2 separate regions of the Hordeum vulgare genome follow, and region 1 is linked to region 2. A link is a contact called in public HiChIP or PLAC-seq data. All regions are on one chromosome and are shown on one strand. Each heading gives the region's core, a stretch centred on a gene start, on an enhancer-like site or on the middle of the called end of the contact. The rest is flanking DNA. Distances are from core to core; before and after follow the strand shown.

What was found. HiChIP or PLAC-seq counts read pairs in DNA pulled down with a chosen protein or histone mark.
Region 1: an H3K4me3 HiChIP or PLAC-seq map of embryo shows a contact between it and region 2, with 7 times the contacts expected there. The contact joins the promoter of LOC123415535 here to the promoter of LOC123415519 in region 2. A contact is called at or near these places in 1 of 6 Hi-C or Micro-C datasets (seedling) and 1 of 1 datasets of contacts at active chromatin or transcription factors (embryo).

The regions. Positions count from the first base shown.
Region 1 is chr1H:471,434,664-471,441,381 of MorexV3_pseudomolecules_assembly, reverse strand. It overlaps LOC123415535 (U-box domain-containing protein 27-like), which reads left to right and starts at 2,780. Exons shown (of 1, transcript XM_045106742.1): 1 at 2,780-4,798. The coding sequence starts at 3,152. The coding sequence ends at 4,513.
Region 2 is chr1H:471,017,520-471,024,215 of MorexV3_pseudomolecules_assembly, reverse strand. It overlaps LOC123415519 (dof zinc finger protein 4-like), which reads left to right and starts at 4,077. Exons shown (of 1, transcript XM_045106741.1): 1 at 4,077-5,357. The coding sequence starts at 4,176. The coding sequence ends at 5,111.

The DNA.
Region 1 (6,718 bases), core at 1,531-4,030, 420 kb before region 2:
GGAGGTCAAGGAAGAAGAAGAAGGAGGGGGGCTCTCTCCCCCTCTCTCCTGGCGGCGCCGGAACGCTGTCCGGGACATCATCGTGTGACGGTGATCTACACCAACACCTCCATCATCTTCACCAACATGTCCATCATCTTCCCCCATCTATATTCAGCGGTTCACTCTCCCGCAACCCGTTGTACCCTCTACTTGAACATGGTGCTTTATGCTACATATTATTATTCAATGATGTGTTGCTATCTTATGATGTCTGAGTAGATTATCGTTGTCCTATCGGTGATTGATGAATTGCTATGATTGGTTTAATTTTCTTGTGGTTATGTTGTTGTCCTTTGATGCCTTTCATATGATCGCGCACGTGGATCACACCATAGGGTTAGTTGTATGTCGATACGACTACGTATTGGCAGGCTAGAGTGACAGAAGCTTCAAACCTAGCATAGAAATTGATGCATATGGGATTGAAGGGGGACCAATATATCTTATTGCTATGGTTGGGTTTTACCTTAATGAACGTTAGTAGTTGCGGACGCTTGCTAATAGTTCCAATCATAAGTGCATAGAATTCCAAGTAAGGGATGACATGCTAGCAGAGGCCTCTCACACATGATACTTGCTATCGATCTAGTAACGTAGTCAATTGCTTAGGGACAATTCCGCAACTCCTACCACCACTTTTCCACACTCGTTAGACACTCGTAGTTGTTTCTTTTTCTAACCAGCTCCTAGTTTTATTTACGTGTTCTTTACTTTCTTGCAAGCCTATCCTTTCACTCCTGCAAAGTACTTCTAGTTTCGTACTTGTTCTAGGTAAAGCAAAAGTAAAGTGTGCGTAGATTTGTATCGGTGGTCGATAGAACTTGAGGGAATATTTGTCCTGCCTTTAGCTCCTCGTTGGGTTCGACACTCTTACTTATCGAGAAAGGCTACAATTGATCCCCTATACTTGTGGGTTATCAGCCTACTAAATCAAAATGTAGCAGGGAGGAGGGGTTGTGGATGAAGGAGGGAGGAGGGAGAAGGAGGGGCGACTGAAGGAGGGATGAGAAAGGAGGACGGAGGAGGGAGGCGGAGCGAGGAGTGGCCGGCCTGCGGCAAATGGAGCAGCGGAGGGAGTACGAAGGAGGTGGGTCGTGGAGGAGGGAGGAGGGAGAAGGAGGGGCGACTGAAGGAGGGAGGAGGAGGAAGGCGGAGCAAGGAAGGGCCGACCGGCGGCGAATGGAGGAGGGGAGGGAGGAGGAAGGAGGTAGGGCGGGGAGAAGGGAGGAGGGGGGATTACCGAGTCCAGGGAGGAGGGGAAGGTGACGACGACAGAGGGAGGAGGGATAGGCGATGGCGGCGGTGAGCGGCGGGGGGCAGAGAGGGAGCGACAGCGGCGGGGGACTGAGGGGACGGGAGTGAGGAAGAGAGAGGGAGCGCACGGGGTGGATAAGGTGGGCATAGCAACAACGCGGGTTGGCGCGAAGCGCTACAACTAAGTAGAATAGTAGCAACGCTGGTTTAGGTAGGGCGCTACTACTATACCTAGCCTGTCGGGAATGGTGTGGTAATTATAGTAGTAGCACGTATTATACTACCACGCTACTGATATGAGTTTATTAATAGCGTTGTTTTTGTACACGCGCTCCTGCTAAGTAGCAGTAACGCCTCCTTTTAAAAAACGCTACTCGTAAGCTTGTGTGTATAATGTTTTCTCTAGTAGTGTTAACAACAACCTAGCATAGGCATTGTAAGTTTGTAGTTGGTATTAGTGAAATTAATCTGGATAGTTCATACTTAAACATCACAATGAGCATTACTCAAATAAATAACGAACATGTTAAGTACAAAGTACACACAACCTAACATAGTTATTAAAATTTGTACGAGTGAAACTGAAATTATATATACAAGCATCCACACAATGAAATAATCTTGTTTTGCAATACATAATTCAGATTTCCCGATTACAAATGTTCTGACATATGTTGAAACTGGATCACAATAAAGGGAAACTTTTGTATCTTGTTGCAGCTACGAAAAATCTTAAACGAGCTTTATTATTTTGCAAGTACTTGAGTAGTATCTTTCAATTTTTTGTGATTATCATATTCATGTCAGCATTAAAACTTGGTAATGAAGGTATTCAGTTCAATGTAACAATAGTATTTTTCTGAATGATATTATATATATAATTGTATTTTAATTGTATCATTTGAGAATTTGAGGAAGTTATATACACTGAAATTTTATTGTCTTCATGTAGGTCTACATAGTGACTAGTAAATGATTGTATTTATATTATGGTATATCTATTGTAGATATGTCTATGGACGCGACTATTTGGCTCCCGAATTCAGATGCTCTTGTGTATGAACAGTAAAAAAATTAAATGAAAAATGATTTCTTGTTCAGAAATGTACCATGCTTCAATATATGAAGCCCATGCCCAAATTGCTGATGTTTGTACATTTGATTAGCTCTCACACAAAAAAGAACAGGCATGTGAAAAAGTTTTAAAAACACATTATTCGATGTTTATGTTGCCCTTTTTGCTACGAGTTCCTTAAATGTCGTTTACCAATAAAATTTTGCACACACCCGGCGCACTCAAGCGTGTGAGAAAGTTTGATATTCACAGGAAGTATGAGGTCCTAATATTTGGCACTCAAGCGTGTGAGAAAGTTTGATATTCACAGGAAGTATGAGGTCCTAATATTTGGCACTCAAGCGTTTGAGAAAGTTTGATATTCACACAAAGAGTCATTTTCTTCTGTTGATTTTTCCAAAAAAATAAATAAAAATTGGATGAAGGAGCATGGCTCTCGATCCAGCCAAGTCACCAGCCAAGTCTCAATAGTCTCCACACTCTAATAAATGAACAAAGTTCGAAGCAGGTCCCGCAAAAAAATTAGAAATATATTGGCATCTTCGTCCCCATCCTTGCAATCCTCCATGCTTGTTCCATTGGTGATGGCACGAGGCTGCTATACCCAATGGGCGATGGCCATCCTTATCGAGAGCAAAAACGTCAACACCACCATTCCCACCCACTTGACTTTGACCGTTGACCCGCTGACATCATCCCCCACTCGCGTTCTTAAGGCCTCGGCTCGCACTCCCCCCCGCTGTCCCCAACAGCTCAGCAATCCTCGCTCCGCCAATCGCCATGGATGCGGTCGTCGCCGGACAGCAGGCGAGGCGGCGGATCCGCCCGCCGGAGCCGCTCGTGATGGCCGCGTCTCCCACGACGCCGGCCGCGTTCCGGTGCCCGATCTCGCTGGAGGTGATGCGGTCGCCGGTGAGCCTCCCCACCGGCGCGACCTACGACCGGGCGTCCATACAGCGCTGGCTCGACTCCGGCCACCGCACGTGCCCTGCCACGCGGCTGCCGCTGGCGTCCACCGACCTGGTGCCTAACCTGCTCCTCCGCCGCCTCATCCATCTGCACGCCGCCACGCTGCCGCCCTCGCCCTCGCCAGAGGAGGCGCTCTCGCAGCTCGCTGCCTCGCACGGTGAGCCCGCCGCGGCGGAGAAGGCCGTGCGCTCGCTCGCCGCCAAGATTGCGCCCGAGAAAGGGAAGCAGGCCTCCGTCGCGTCTGCCGTCGCCGCTGATCTCGATTCCACCGTGCCGGCGCTCCTCTCCTTCGCCAAGGGAGGCGCCGGCACCGACGCGCGCGTCGACGCGGTGAGGATCCTGGCCACTGTGGCGCCGGAGATTGCCTCTTACCTAACCGTGGACGGCACGGAGAAGCGTGGACGGGTCAAGATGGCCGTGGAGGCCTTGGCTGCCGTCTTGTCCGCGGGCGGAGTCAGCGAAGATGCCAAGAAAGCCGTCATCACCGTGCTCGTGGCCAGCGATCTGGGTCGCATCGTGACGACGCTGCTCGCCGCAGGTCCCACCGGCGTCGTGGTTCTCGAGTCGATCCTGACGTCGCCCGTGCCGGACGCCGACGTCAAGACCGCAATTGCCGACAGGTCGGAGCTGTTCCCGGATCTGGTGAGGATCCTCAAGGAGGCTGCGTCGCCGGCAGCCATCCTGTGCATGGCCGCGGCCGTTCAGGTACGCGGGCGGCCCGCCCGAGCGTCGATGGTCCGAGCCGGCGCCGTCCCCGCGCTCGCGCTGGCCGTGGCGGCCGCGCCCACGGCCGCGGCGGAGTCCGCGCTGATTTTATTAGTAGAGGCGGCCCGCTGCAGCGATGGTAAAGCAGCGATCGCCGAGGACGCCGCGGAGGTGGCGGCAGCCGTGATGGGCAGGATGATACGGGTCGGGCAAATGGGACGCGAGGCCGCGGTGGCGCTGCTGTGGCTGTCCTGCTGCGCGGGGGGCGGCGAGCGGAAGATGAGGGAAGCGCTAGCAGCCGCGCCGGAAGCGGTGGGGAAGCTGCTGGTGGTGATGCAAGGGGACTGCTCTCCGGCGACGTCGAGGATGGCCGGCGAGCTGCTGAGAGCAGTGAGGATGGAGCAGGAAAGGAAGGGCATGGTCTCCTCCTCCTACGACAGCCGCACCATCCATGTCATGCCTTACTGAAGAAGAAGGCCTCGTACACTTCCTTCCTAGCAAGTAAATTTGTCGAGCTAACCCGCTTGGTGAAATCGCTGCGCAAATTGTGTTGCTTCCATTGGTGAAATCGCTGTGCAAATTGAAATAACAACGACATATTTTGTTGCGCGTAACCAAGTCAAAGTGGACAGGATATAACTATTTTTGTTTGCAAAGGTCAAGATAGGCAGCATTTACCTGTATCTGTATGTACACTTGACTGTAATTTGGACGCGTAGTGAAGTGGATGGCTACCTCTTGTTCTCTTCTGAATTGGTGGTGTGCTTATTTTAGATGCCTTTTGTAGTGGGTTTGTTAGTTTTCAGTCTGTTGACAGATCAACACACAGCGCGGCTAGAGCAACTCCAAATCTCCATCAGTTCCGTAAAATTAAGGGGAGGTTTTGGAGCAACTTTTGTCAGTTACCTGAGTTTCTCGTCATATCTTCTGTTAAACATAAATACAAATGACACATGCATATGTTTAATATCGACACAATATTTTTTGGAACATAGTACATATGTAAGTGCTCATATACACACGCATACACTCACCTTTATAAACGCATACACGCATACCTTACCCGAGCATTGAGCATCTCCGAGAGACTCAGATAATGCAAGCATCAAGACTTGAACACTGGAGGGTTGGGGATACCATAGTCTCTCTAACCATCCAATCACAGGTTGATTTGCATCATCATAATAATTGAAACAATGATACTCCAACAGTACATCGATACTCCATTCGCAAATTAATACAAGAGCGTTTAGATTACTACTTTTGTAATCTAAACACTCTTATATTAGTTTACAGAAAGAGTACTTGATAATAATTTCAGAGCTAAACCATATAAAATTTAGTACGACATTCCAATTCAAACATAGCCGATCGATCAAAACATTGCAAATAGAACACACTATAAAGATTATTGACCATAATGCGCCTATAAATGCTCAACTTGATCATCACGGAGTTGTTAAAGACCAGTGCGGTCTTCTACACGTTGATGCATTTGAAGATCGATTTCTTCATCCTCATCTGAAGATGAGTTTTCGAAAAAAGATTAAACAAAGACTTTCATCTATAATCCAAAAGAAAAAATGTGGCCAAACACATTGTCATAAAACTCTTTGAAGCATATTTTCTTTTTGGGTGAAACAATTCTCCGGATACCTTTGTTGCGTCGGTTTTTTGAGCTAGGGCTTCGAGATGGAGGCTATAGCAGGGTAGCAAAGGAGGCCACAGAGGGGATGAGGCGATGTAGGGGAGGAGGAGACGTGCGGCAAGGGGCGGTGGCGGACCCGGCGATCGGTGGTTGTGCACCTGGGACGTGGCTTCAGTCGGTTGCGGCGCACTCGCTAGCGACAACAGTCGTATTCGCACTCTTGCAGCGACGGTAGCCGCCAGGCCGATGATAGCACACTCTTGCAGCGACGGTAGCCGCCAGGCCGATGATAGCACACTCTTGCAGCGACGGTAGCCGCCAGGCCGATGATAGCACGGTATCTGGCAGCTGTGTGTGTGTGTGTGTGTGTGTGTGTGTGTGTGTGTGTGTGTGTGTGTGTCACACGTGGTAATTGCTGAAATTTCTGCCAGCCAAAATTTTACGATATGGTTGTTTTCTAGCAAACTTGCGGGGATGTCTATTTTTTTTGTACCATGTAAAGTTAAGGTCACTTTAAGGGAACTGTTGGAGAGGGTTTTGCCCTAACTTCTCGTAAAATACTCCAAGACTCGACCTTTGTCATATATTCCATATATCACATTAGATAGATATCATATTCATGGAACACAATTCACTTTAAAGATGGTGAAATGGTAGACATGCAAGACTAAAAATCTTGTGTTGAAGAGCGTGGAGGTTCGAGTCCCGTTCAAGGCATAATATGTAGAATGCTCATTCAATGAGCATTCCTTGTAGAAGTATTCCGAAAATATGGGCCTGCAGTCTCTTCTATCTTCTGAGGTCCTTAACCATCTCTTACAGTTATTACAAAGACACGAGAATTGTTGGAGATGCTCTTAGGAGTCGCACCACAAGGGTGTCTTACTTAATCTAGACTTCCAAAAGGTTTATGATCGCCTTCATGGGTCCTTCCCCCGTTTGGTGTTGGAGTGAAGGGAGTTTGATGATCATTTGTGCTCCTCAATCAAGCAGTTGGTTCAGAGTGGAAGTAGGACGATCAATAT
Region 2 (6,696 bases), core at 2,828-5,327:
AAGGCACGACGGAACACTCCTTCAATATCTTGGACATAGTGGTACATTCCGGGGTTTCTATAGGACATCGCGCCCAGCAACCTTGTAAGCATATTGTACGGCTCTTCCCATCCACCGTACAACATTCTAAGAGCGACTTGCTTGGCCTTCCATGTCTTCCCGTACTTCACCTTATACCCGAACCTCTCGAAAACCCAACTCATCAACAACTTCACTTTAATGGTTGGATCCTGAGCTATATATTTGTGGTATTTATAACCGGTGAATTCCGAGGTTAGCTGACGATGTGTCGTCGGTGCTTCATCGGCCAGCGGTGTGCATTGGTGAGTTTCACTGCAACTACTTATCTTCCACCAACCATCTTTCGTGGGTCTTCCATTGACTTTCCATTTGCATTTTTCTACCTGGCATTTCACGGAGTATTTCTTCTTGCAGTAGAAGTGAACAACTATGAAAGGCATCTAGTGTTTGACGGCATACTCACACAACCACATCTTGAATTCTAACATATGCTCGAACATCAAACATTTCTTTAGGTAAGACGTAGAAATCGCGTCGGGTGTGCAACTTGGAAATATTCTAGCCTCACTTGTCTTGCTCATGCCACTGTCGACTCTGGCCTTATCTGCAAGGCTAACATCACAAAACAAGGGAACTTTATGATCCCTGACGATGATTTTTGTATACCACTCCGCTTCTTTCTCAGTGAAGCCATCCTCGTCCAACTCATTCATCGGGCCTTCATCATCTGACTCATCCACACAAGCACGCTGATAAACAATGTCAGGATCCATGTCATCATGCCTTACTTGAGCCTCTACGTCACCAACAATGTTGTGTTGCCTCTCATACTCTTCGTCGGAGTCATGACCATCATCTTTGATCGGTGCACTACCTCCGAACTCATATTGGGGATACTCATTGACTTCCACTTCAACTTTATGCTCAACAATAGGTGGCACACTACTAATCAGGATCAAATCATGTACGAAGGGTTGGTTCAAGTCAACATGAAAAAGAGGAGCCCTGACCACCTTACTTGCAAACACTTCGAGTGACTTGAGTACCGAGGATGCAACAACCTCCTTGTATGTAACCCAATGCAAATTGGACTTGATACGCATTGTCTTCATTCGACACTTGTGTGCCGACCCAACATCATATCTTCCTAATAATTCTACTTGGTCACTTGGATCAACCCACTTCAATCTTATCCGTGTTTCTTCCACAACCTCTTCATAGGTAGGACTCTCAAGAAATATCAACTCTTCCTCATACTTGTCAACAATATCAACATCCATGAATGCATCTTTGTCAACATAATGAATATTCACAACCTTGTCCATCTAAAAAATGGAACAAAAGTACCAACGCTAAATATACCACATTCCTCATAAAACAACTAAAAACATCTATGTCCATCCAAATTAAGCATTACCCAAACCCTAACCCTAACCCTAAATCTTAACAATAACCATAAGCCAAACCCTAACCCTAACCCTATATCTTAACAATAAACATAACCCAACCAATACAATACAATATTATTGAACAACTATAATCATTAGTATGCACTAAGAACATCACATTCTGGAACTAGGGTTAGAAAACAAATGAACAAAATACCACCCAAATACACAAATCCAACCAATCAAAATTTGGGAGATGAAGGAGATTACCTCAAGCAACGGAAATGACACCGGATCCACGGACCAAATCAATCCTTTTGAAAGGATTTGAGAGGGGAAAAGTGGGGAGAAAATGTGAAAAGGGGGCTGCAGCTCGGGGGAGATGTGGGGGAGAAGAGAGTGAGTGGAATGGTGGCCTGGTGGGGGAGGGTGGGCTCAAATAAATATCTTAGGAAGAAACGACATGCCTCCTGGCGTTTCAACTCTATGTAGGAACGCCATAGGATAACGGCGTTGCACCCCAGCAGAAACGCTGGTTAGATTCGCGTTGCACACAAAGAGAAACGCGACTTAGCATGACGTTTCGTGTTGGCATGCAACGCACGGTTTATGGCGTTTCTAAAAGGATCAAAACGTAAAATCTTTTCGACGCGAGTTCGTTATGTAAATTATTTACAAAACTTGGGTTAGAACAGTGATTTTGTCTGTAGTTTTGTCGTGGAAGGGCTAGTTATGATGCACCGTACTCCATCTTGTCTCCCGTGCCGGCAGTCCACACAAACAGGCGGACGTACCTCATCGATCCGTTGGAGTCCAAAGTCTGATCTCCGTGCCTGTCTGTCCTCCATGATTTCTGTGAGCGAAATATGCATGCAAGCTTCGTACAGTACTCTGTTAGCTTCCTCCCCAAAGTCGCGAGATATTAAACGTTTGTGATCGTGACCTGGCCCCTGTCTTAGTGCTAATTAGATCTCCAGCTCAGTGGCGTGAATTTCATTTTCTACGACGGCATTGATGGATCGCACTGTGGACTGTGGTGGTTATGGCGCCATTGTGCGAGATCAACACGCTACTGTATACACTAAAGAGACCGCACAAACACTGGTTGTTGGCGATGGTACCTCCTGGTTTGATTTTGCCCCCCCCCCCCCCCCCTTTTCTCTCTCTAACCATGGCTCCATGCATGAGCCTTCCCATTTGTCACGTACTCGATCACGTCCCAACCCTGACCATGTTTTGTTTTTAATTCTCATGATGAAGACAGAACTCGTGTACATGAAAATGCTGCAAAATTCGTGGGCACGAAATCCACCATTAAAGATTCTATAATTAAATTGTGTGGATTATTTTAGAACATACGATTCAATTCCCATGAGCCTCAGGACATTGACAGTCCACTAAAACTTAATCAAGTCTAGGTCAAATGATATCATATTAAAAAGCTAACATTTTACATGAATCTCCATGTAAGATCTCACGGTTATGACATGGACGGAGACATAACAAAGTCACTAAGATTGTACTAGCAACACTGCTAGAAAAACTTGAGCTGATCGAGGAAACTGGACATTAACTAACTAGTGTAAGGTCTTGTTTGTTTAATAAATCATAGGATTTTTTTAAGTCTTAACTTATAAGTCCCGAGTCCCTACCTGTTTGTTTACAGGGACTTATAAGTCCATGTTATCCCTAATAATAAAACACTTGTTCACATAACCCTTGTTCATACAAAAGCATTGTTGTCATCTTCATCTTCAAAGCCTTCATTCCCGTCGACATCTTCTGAAGACGCAGCAGTTGACGACACACGTTGCTTCCCCGTAGTTTTTCCTCTACTGTCGGCCGATGAAGACCCATTGGCTCGACCTACGCCGCGTCCGGTGACCTGGGACACGGTCCTCCCACGCCCTATGACACCTCCCTCAACGGCAGCTGCGCCCGGGGCGACGAACGGACGCAGGTGAGAGCCGGCTCGGCCTCCGATGTTCAGAGACCGGCTGCGGCCTCCTCCGCCCTGGGGCACGGGCCTCCCACGACCAGGTCCAACCGGAGGAAGGCCATGACCGCCGACTGGTCAATGTGGAGTTGCTGGTACGAGCCCAACTCCAGGAAGGCGTCGACGTTGCTGTTGAGATCCAAGAAACCCATTCCCCTCCCGAGATTTCTGCCGGCGGATGAGCCTTGGGTTGCCTGTTGATGCGAGGGGAACTGAGAGAAGAAGGGGATCTGGTCCTCCTCATCATCGGCCATGGCGGCAGCGGTTGAGGGTGCCGGCGGCGGCGGCGATTGGAGCGAGGCGGGGAAGGAGCAAGGCGAGGAGGCGGGGAACGAGCGAGGCAGGGTAGGTGCGGGGCGATGCGGGGTAGGTGCGGGCCGATCGATAAGTCCCAATAAGTTTCTCCTGAGAATCTTTTTTGATAAGTCTCAAATGATCAAAGTCCTTATAAGTCCCTCCTGTTTGGTTTAGATGGAATTTATTAAGACTTTTTTAAGTGTCTAAACAAATAATCCATGAAAACAAACACCCTCTAATTACCAGCGCAAACTCACAATCACATGCACATGCACCATGGCCTACCAACCGAAGAAAAAATCTCGTCCTGGCTTCGGCCGCTCTCCCACGTATATATAATACGCCTCCCTCCACCCCCCTCCTCTCGCATCTGCAAGCTTCCAAATCCTCTCACATCACCGCATTCCTACATTCCCCCAGCTCTCCTGCTTGCGGATCTCCTCCTCGATCTGCGATCCATATCCATCGTCGCCATGCTGTCTTCCCACTGCGAGAGCATGCTGGCTTACGCCGCCGCCGCCGCCGGACGGCGCGCCATGCTGGTCGACCCCCGGCGGTACCGGCCGAACGTCGAGGTGGCGCCCAACTGCCCTCGCTGCGACTCGCCCAACACCAAGTTCTGCTACTACAACAACTACAGCCTCAGCCAGCCGCGCTACTTCTGCAAGGGTTGCCGCCGGTATTGGACCAAGGGCGGATCCCTCCGGAACGTGCCCGTCGGCGGCGGCTGCCGCAAGAACCGGCGGGGCAAGCCGGTGCGGCCCTTGGCCGACACGGCCTCCGAGAACCACGGCGCAGCAGCGTTCTCTCACCAGTTCCACGGCCCGGTCCGGCCCGACCTGCTCCTAGAAGGCATGGTCGGCAACCCGGCCGAGCTCGGCCAGCCGGCGTCGGCCGACAAGCCCACCGAAGCCGCCGAGGGCTCGACGATCGATCTGGCAGTGCTCTACTCCAAGTTCTTGAGCCATCAGTCGCACGCCGAGCAGCGCGCCGTCGGGCCGGAATCGGCCGACCCCTCGAGTGGGTCAAGCACGGAGATGAGCCCGCCGGCCCTATCCAGCCCGGGCCAACACGGTTTCGGCGAAATTTGCGGGGCGCCGAGCAGCACGGAGCCCGGCGAAACGACCATGCTCGAGTGCGGCGACGCGCGCGCGCAGGCGCTTGGCGAGTTGAACTTCGGCGTAGACCAGAGCTGCTACGACTCGCTGGGGTTGCCAGCGGACGGCGGCGATCTGATGCTCCCGTCGGCGTGGGGCCAGGAGGCCAAGTACGAGCCGTTCAATTCGCTTCCCGAGGAGGACGCCATGAGCCTCCACGAAGGCGTCGCCGGCGGCTACGATGTGTGGAGCAAGGTGATGGGCTGCCAAGGGCTGGAAGCTGCTCTCTCTGCAGGCTTTGATCGATGTTGAGCTCATTTTCCAGCTTGTTCCATCGCCGCTGCATGCATGCCGCTCTTGTGATTGATTCCACGTCTCTTCTTTCGAATTTCCTCCCCCTTATTTTACCCTTGTTCAGAAGTAACTTATATGATGTGTTCTTCACGGTCAAGGAGTATATATATATACAAGTTGGATAAAAAAAAAAAGGATGTAATGTAATATTAATAATGTTGATATTATTATTGGCAATATACTTACTATTAACAGCTGGGTTTTCCTTTTCTGAGCTACATGCTCACTCCTTCCTAGTACGATCAATCAATGTTCTTCCAGATTCGCAAAAAAAAAAAAAAAAAAAAAATCAATGTTCTTCCCCTTGTTCTTGTATGCACTGCCTGAGCCCTGAGCTGGGTGTGGACGATGTACACATGCTGATGCTGATGGTGCCATGCCATGCTGGTGAATGAATGGTGCACTGGGATTCCAACGACATGCCCTGTGGTGCGGCGTGGACGTAGCTAACAATATGAAACAGCTTCCACTAGTCGCTTGAAAGGTGACATTTGGCCCTAGCTAGTTATAGAGGATTTACCATGCCTGCACGCCTCAATTATTGTTGCTACAACAGGACAGGCAGCTCCGAGATCCATTTCGCGGCTAGGGCGGTGGGAGGGTGCTGTATGGATCCCATCATTGCCGGCTCGAGCTCAAGCGTTCACCATCCTCTTCAACATTTATTTATTTTGCGGGGGTGAAGAATTTTATTCATCCTCTTCAACAAATTACCAACGTGGCCACGGTTATTTCTATCTAAGGACAAGAAGAAACAAGAGTAACAACCAAGGGAAATCACAAACCAGCCGCACCCTGCACGCACATACGCCCTCCAAAAGAACTCCAGAACAGAATTGTTCGTATTATTACTGTGGAGTGGTGCTCTGGCGGAACTTATAAATTAGCGTTTAATCAATTCAGCACATGCTTCAGAATTACACCTTATTTATGCTGTTCTATCGTCGGCCAGTACGCCCAATTTGCATCCCTAGCTCTGGCTGATCCCTGTAAAGCCCTGTGATCACCCTATAGAAGCAGAGTTCGGACTGTGTCTGCAAGAAAGAAAACCAAGTAAAAAGGGCGTCAGAAAAATTGATTTTGTAACTGTATTGACTATTGATCAATGTTCCCTAAAAAAGGACTAATGATGTTCTAAAAAAAAGGACTATTGATCAATGTTTTTTTTTTGCATTCACATGGACATGGGCTTCAATCCAATTCAGACAATAATTTGCCCAATCTTGCAATCCAGGGCTCCAGTGCAGGTGGGCTTTTATCTGATCCACATAATTAATTGGCCCACAATCTAGAAATGGGAGTACAAAATTTGATCAGTTACGTCTGTCTCCTCTAAACAACAAAAGGGGTAAATTCATGAGTAGGGCGATTTGGAGCTCGGCCACCATAGAGGTCAAGAATTTTGATATATTTATTTTTTTTGAAAATTCAAACTTCTCAGTTTCAAAATAATCTGAAAAAATTGTACATGGATGTGACGTGTATTTGTGTAAAACTGTAGAAAGGAATTCCTTGAAATGTGAGCTTTGTAAAAAAAATCATG